Linked DNA regions of Gossypium arboreum: region 1 is linked to region 2. A link is a contact called in public Hi-C data. All regions are on one chromosome and are shown on one strand. Each heading gives the region's core, a stretch centred on a gene start, on an enhancer-like site or on the middle of the called end of the contact. The rest is flanking DNA. Distances are from core to core; before and after follow the strand shown.

Evidence for each region. Hi-C and Micro-C count contacts between places; a contact is called where the count stands out from the background.
Region 1: a contact with region 2 is called in a Hi-C map of leaf, with 3 times the contacts expected there. The contact joins two enhancer-like sites. A contact is called at or near these places in 2 of 5 Hi-C or Micro-C datasets (both in leaf).

The regions. Positions count from the first base shown.
Region 1 is chr3:38,277,031-38,280,661 of ASM2569848v2, reverse strand. It overlaps the pseudogene LOC108459394. Among protein-coding and RNA genes, the nearest start is that of LOC108473700, 16 kb to the right of the region's middle. Within about 2 kb of position 1,876, at least 2 of the 2 cell types and tissues checked have an H3K27ac peak or open chromatin away from gene starts, as enhancers often do. A contact at or near this core is called in leaf, where this site is marked.
Region 2 is chr3:38,045,561-38,048,843 of ASM2569848v2, reverse strand. No RefSeq gene overlaps it. Among protein-coding and RNA genes, the nearest start is that of LOC108473684, 12 kb to the left of the region's middle. Within about 2 kb of position 1,378, at least 2 of the 2 cell types and tissues checked have an H3K27ac peak or open chromatin away from gene starts, as enhancers often do. A contact at or near this core is called in leaf, where this site is marked.

The DNA of each region.
Region 1 (3,631 bases), core at 627-3,126, 230 kb before region 2:
TTTGCCAACTCTAACTATACTAATATATAAAAGCAAAAACAAAAATTTATTGAGAAAATGGTAATGATCAGGTGTAGCCAAGCCAGCAATGGTACCAAACGTGTAATGTCAGTATAACCATAATAGGGTCTTAAAGCAGCAACTACCCTAGAAACTTGGGAGAAAAACAGAAGATTTCTATATAGCATTAAATTTTCTGCTTAATTTATATACCTTCGAATAACTGACTTCACCACCCCAAATCAAAACAAAGGTCAAAACTATAAACATATTGGTTGAAATGTTCATTCTACCACAATTTCATCTACAATAAACTCTAAACCTTTTTAGTCATCATCAACACTCTCAAATTATCTTGTGCAACTTTTTCATTCAACCAATAAATTTCAAAACTAAGTCAGACATATTCACTAACTCTAATAGGCAAGAGCTTGCAAACAATAAAGTGGGATTCGAATATAAAGATAAGGTGCAGGACATACCCTGCAGTGGCTACAATTCGCTCTTCCATAGTCGGTTTTGGCGGGAGCTTGGATTTGTAAACAGGGAATGTCAACACAATACCAAGATGATGAGAACCGAGTAGCCTGAAAGGGCTAGTTAGGACAGCTTTCCCAGTAGCCCTAGCCCTTACGATGTTCTCTCGATCCTCCTGCACATTAGCAGTCAATTCTAACAATCAAATTAAATGAAAAAGCCTAATAACCATAAACAGCAAAGTATTTACCTTCCCAGACATCATGTCAAGTGATTCAATGTAAGAAATAGTTTCTTGAGAGAATAACACGGTAGCGTATTCATCTCGGAGACGAGAAGGTTCTCTCTGCATTGTCTTTATTGTCCAACCATGTTGCTTCTCAAATTTCTCCCTCCCAGAATGTACCACTCTTTCTGCATAGGCCACCCCACTAAGCAATGGCCTCTCGAAAGCAGTTCTAGCAGTGTACTCCGCAAAGGTCTCCTGCATTTCTTCAAAATAAGCCACAACCAACTCATATGTCATTCAGGATATTCAAGACCAAAACTAAATTTTACAAACCTGATCGATAGCAGATGGATTCTTGTAGTAATGGAAAGTGGAGACAAGAAGGGCTAAGGCATGAACATGGTTAACACTAACACAGAACTGATCCTGCAACATCCTCGCCCTTTGGTCACACATGCTACTTAGTACTTCTTCCCTCCTCACGTTGTTGTCAGCATCCATTTTTTTGTAGATCCAAGTGCTGATAAAACCCATCACCATTACCCAAAGCAAAAGAAATTTTGGTAACCAAGCCCTGTTAGACTGAATAAATGTGTATCCTCTTTTGGTCCCCATTTGTTCATTCCCTTTGACAGCCACTGATTGGTGGTGATGGCTTTGCTGCAATTTAAGACCCATTACCAAATGCACAATACCATCTCAACTTGTTTTTCTTCTTCTTTCTTTGATACCCACTTCATATCTAAGCTTAACATGGACTCACCATACAAGGAAAGTTATCAATTCCCAGAGACAAGCATGAGTTCCAAAAGATGCAAAACAGCTCAAACTCCAAAAATATCTCATTAAATGAGGTTTTCTTTTTTTCTCTTGCTATATTTAATAAAAAATGGGATTTCACAGAGGAACAACACTAATCATGTTAGCTTCCAAGCATGAAAGTGGTGTTTTAGTTTAAAGCAACAAAGGCAAATTGAGAAGAGCACCTTCACTGTTTATATTTTTTCTAAATTAAAATCAAATCCTGCAGATTGACCAGTAACAAATCTCGCAGCAGAGCACAAAAAGTAAAGACCACAAATAAAGAAAAAAGAAAGAGAAAGATGTTTGGAGAAAGAAATGCGGGGGTCGTTTTGAAAGGGAACAGTGTTTTGCCTGTACATCATAGTACCTTGAATAATATATATCTAAAGAAATAAAGTAGAAAGGTTTTTTTCCCTTGGCTCTGCTTTGATCTGTTCTTCCTTTTTTCTTCTTTTTTTAGATTTATTTATGTTGTAGTAATAGTTTAATGCACATTTTATTTATGTATATTGCTTTCCCACTTTCTTCTTTGCTTTTCAGAGTAAAACTAGATCGAATTTTTAAGATTTTTGCAGATACGTTGTTGTCACTGTGTATCATAATTCAAAATTTATGAGTTTTGTTTTAGTAATTGGTGGAGAAAGAGAAGTTGGTAGAAATTTGAAAGAATGAAATAGAAGATGCTGATGGAATAAGTTGGAGATGAGATGGGGACCAAAACCACAATATTTCATCATTCTTGTATTCACACTTTTACGTTTTTATTTTATTTATTTATTTATCAATCTTATCTTAAGACTTCTTACCGCGCCCACTCAATGTGTGTGGGAGATGTGGATGTCGGCCATGTGGGCTTGCTGCCACTGATGCCCCACAGGCATCATTTTCCCTTAAAAAATGCAATCTTTTGGGATTAATTTCATACGAGGTCCTCCATTTTTAATTTGGTTCTAAATTTCACAATACTTTTATTTTGTGCTTGGGATTCCATTTGTTATATAAATGGTATATATTATGAAAAAATTAATTGGATTTCAATGTAATATATATTTACAAAGTATAGAAACCATAATTATTAACACTCATAAATTCCTTACCATTTTTAAAATTACTGTTAAATAGGCTTTCATGAATTTCATAAATTGTAACACCCCTTATCCAAGTTCGACGCCGGGACATGATATAAGGTGTTACCGGACTTAAATACATACAAACATACACTTCCTAGATATGAAATTTTGCTCCAAATTAAAACTTTTCATAATGCCTTAATGTCCCTACTATAGGTTTACGAGGCCCCGAACACACTTTGAAATTGATTCGAGACTAATCGGTGCATTCTAGAAAACTTTGTAAAATTTCAAGTTGATAGGGGCACACGCCCGTGTGTCTTCTTAACATGGCCATGTTGAAGGCCTGTGCGACTCACACGGCCTGAACATATCGGGACACGCCCATGTCCCTAGCCCATGTGAATTTATTTTTCAATTCGAACCTATAGAGGTATTCACACGGCCTAGCACACACCTGTGTCCATGGCCCGTGTCCTTCTCACGGCCATGGCACGCCCGTGTCTCAGCCCGTGTACAAAAACATTGACATTCTGTTTCTAATATCATCAACTAATTAGTACACGGCCAAGGCACACGCCCGTATGTTAGGCCGTGTCCTCCACACGGCTGAGACACACGGCCGTGTCTCTGCCCATATATTTACTACCATGCATAATGACTTGTAAAATTAAGGTGCAGGAGACACATGACCAGACTACACGCTCGTGAGGCAGACCATGTGTCAAACGCGGCTTAGACACACACCTGTGTGTCTCCCCGTGTGGACAAAAATAAGGCTATTTACCAAGCCTTTTTGCCACCCTTACTTGCACCAACCTACACAATATCAACCAAAACCAATCCAAGCATAACACATATAACCAAATCAACCACAACCATGAGAAATTTGCATCAAATGCATTTAATAATAATCAATATTAGCCAACATTAATGGCCTATACAAAATGAATATCACATCCATTATATGAGCCAACCCTTGTGGCTAAACTAACAAGACATTAAACAAAAGATTCAAGTCCTTATACATGCCAAAATCAAATGTTAAACT
Region 2 (3,283 bases), core at 129-2,628:
GGTTTTGTCCTATTGAGTTTTCCTAGTAAGGTTTTTTAATGAGACAGCATATTATGCGTATTATAGATTGTGTACTCTTTTTCTTTCATTAGGTTTTTACCCCACAGGGTTTTCCCTAATAAGGTTTTAACAAGACACATTATCTACCAATAGACATCCAAGGGGGAGTGTTATGAATATTTTATTAAGTAGATGCCCATCATGATCAAAATAAAGTTTTAATATACTTTAAATTCTAATACTTATTAGAATTAGATCTCTACTTCTTTTATACTTCTTGTGCCTAAAAATAAAAACTCGATAAAACATTGTAATCATTTCTTTGATCAATAAAATACATTTTCTATTGCTTTCATATTTTCTTTGTTCTTTATTCTCTCCATCTCTTTATTTTATAACATAAATAACTTTTTTATGTAATTTTAATGAGGGTGTAATATGATTATTTCTCATAAATTGTAATTTATATATATAATTATAATAATAACAATTTTCATTACCTTTCTTTTATACAAGCTTTCTTTTACATATAAATCCTCTCAAACCCTCTTAAATGAGGTCAAACTCACATTCTCGTGATGTGATTGTTGCAATGCTAATTGAGTTTTTTTTTTTATAGTTATAATCATTTAAAATGACTAGTTATATTTATATATAGTAATATATGTTATTTTATAATAATATATGTAAAAAACTGATTACGGGTCAAACATGTTTCATCTTCTTTTTTATAACCAAGAACTTGATCAACTTGTATTGATCCATATCACCACTTAAGCTTAAAACCTGAGTCTCGAACTCCCAGCAGCCCAGGAAGTTGTGATTGCCAAACTAGGCCCGGCTCTAGAAGATTGATGCTAAGCTCTTTGCCATTTTGGATCTATATTAGGACTAAAAAATGCCGTTGGTAATACTTGTTGCCAGCCAATAACCATTTTGACATAGGCCTCAAAGTGAACCCCAACCCACATAAAATGGGACATTCTAAAGTTTCACTTAATATTCCTTCTGATTGCTCATTTGTCCATAGTAAATCAAATCCGGGTTGTATCTTAAATTATCATATCTAAAATGGGGTCTGCAAAATTACAATGCCTCGAAGAAGTTCCAGTCAATATGTTCAACAGATAATTAAGTACTGAAAACAAAAGCATGTTTTTTTTTTTTCACTTGAATTTGAACCAGATTTGGAAAGGATTGAAACTTTTGACAAAGTTTCCTAGGTCTACAAAACACTTGTGCAATAATGTTTGCTAACCTCATTCATTGCATTGCAGCAAACCAAACCCTATACTCACCACTCACCCTACCTAAGCTAGCAGCTGTACTAAATAACTTATCCCAAGCCTCTCAGCAACGAAAATCCCACTATTCCCACAAAAAAGAAAAAGGCGAGTCATGATTCTATAACCATGTCATTTTGTATGCACTTGCCTCTAAATTCAGAACCACCCCCATTGCTTCATTATATGTATTACAATTTTACACTCTCTTCGTTCCTTGTTTATTTCCTTTCCCTTCAAAGATACGGTATTATATCTTCAATATTTCTAAACTTTTGAGGTTACAATTCTTTAAGTATATTATACAATTTACAAAAAGAAATTGATTAGGGAAAATAAAAAATAAAAAATAAAAAGTAAAGAAGGGTTGGTATGATTGATGCAGGCATTGGACAATGAAGGGCTCCCACTATTTCAAAGATCCAATTTATGAAGGTCATTGATTGTATAGTGCCATCATTACTTCATTTCCTTTTCTTTTCTTTTCTTTTTTTTTAATTATGGGATTACCAAAGGAAATCATCACAGTATATAGTGGTTGTCAGATAAGCAAAATAATTTCCTTTTTTTAAGCTTTCAGAGGCATAACTACTTGAAGAAGACAGTGTCTCCATCTTCTAATTTTGGCCCCTCTTATTATTATTATTAAACTATTCCCACATAAAATAAAATTAGAGTTGATTTAGATTGGGAGAGTGTGATGTGTTGCTCTTGATTGTATGCTCAATTTTCTTTCATTTGTTTGCATGTTTTGATGCATAGAAACTCGTCTAAATTTGCCAATTTCCGATGCTTTTGTCCCAACTTGGACGGCAATAGAAAATTTATTACTGCACCTTCCAGTTTATATTACTTTGGTAATTTGTAATCTACTGCCGAAAGCGGTTGGATGCACAAGTTTTTGTGAATTTTTTAATTAAGATATACCACAATTTTATTGTTAAAATAAATAATAATAAACATAAAATAAAGAATGGTGCCTGAACCATCATCATCACCACCAAGGAGGAATCATATTCTTGAGTTTGATTGTGAATTGGAACATAAACATAAAGTTTAAGCGAGAAAAGAAATTTTAATCAATGAATATGATTTAATTTTATTAAGAATCTCAATTTGTCATGTAGTAAACCAACCATTACCTGAGAGGTTGTGCTCAATAATAATGGTTTCATTCTTTTCTGCCTATTACTTTACATATTTTGAACAATGGCAGTGAGGCTAAGAAATCTTTTTAACAGCAGGAATTTTTCCCATCATACCAAATAATTATGGATTTGTAAGTTGTAAGTGGGAAATAATTTTTTTTTTTTGTCAACCATCACAATTCCTATTATATCTTCAAATCTCAATTATCATATCCAACTCTATTTTGTCCATTGCTAACCTGGCTCTTCCATTTATTTCCTTCATCTCCACGCATCCTTTTATTTCACCTAAAGTGGAAAAACAACCAAAAAAAAAATTTGTGACCCCGGTCGATTGTTTTGGAGAAATTTTTGAAGTGTCATCTTTTAGGCAAATAATTCGGACTGTCAATAACAGAAGGTATTGTAGTTTTGTTCCCACCCTCCGTAAAGAGTCGTATATAATTCACAGATGATAGTGAACGATACCTGAAAAATTCGGGATATGTGTTAGTATTAGCCATGAGAATAATTATAGATGTACTTAGACGTGTCATAGCTCAAACCACCAACCTTAGTTTTATATGAGCCTTATAAATAAATTTGATATCTCTTGAATTACAAGATTAAAAGTTCAAATTTATTAAGTATTTTTTTATTGTGATTATATAAATTGAATTAAACTTCAAGTTTTAATTATATATATATATGATTTATTTGTTTATTGAATCGTGTAGTTTTAGAAGGAAAAATAATGATAATTATGGGAAAAGGATTGGTGTTATCCATTTAACCAATCCCATTCCCTACCACCCATCATGTCTAACAATGAATTAATTAAAACCCTTGGCTTAATTCATGCCAAAAACGATG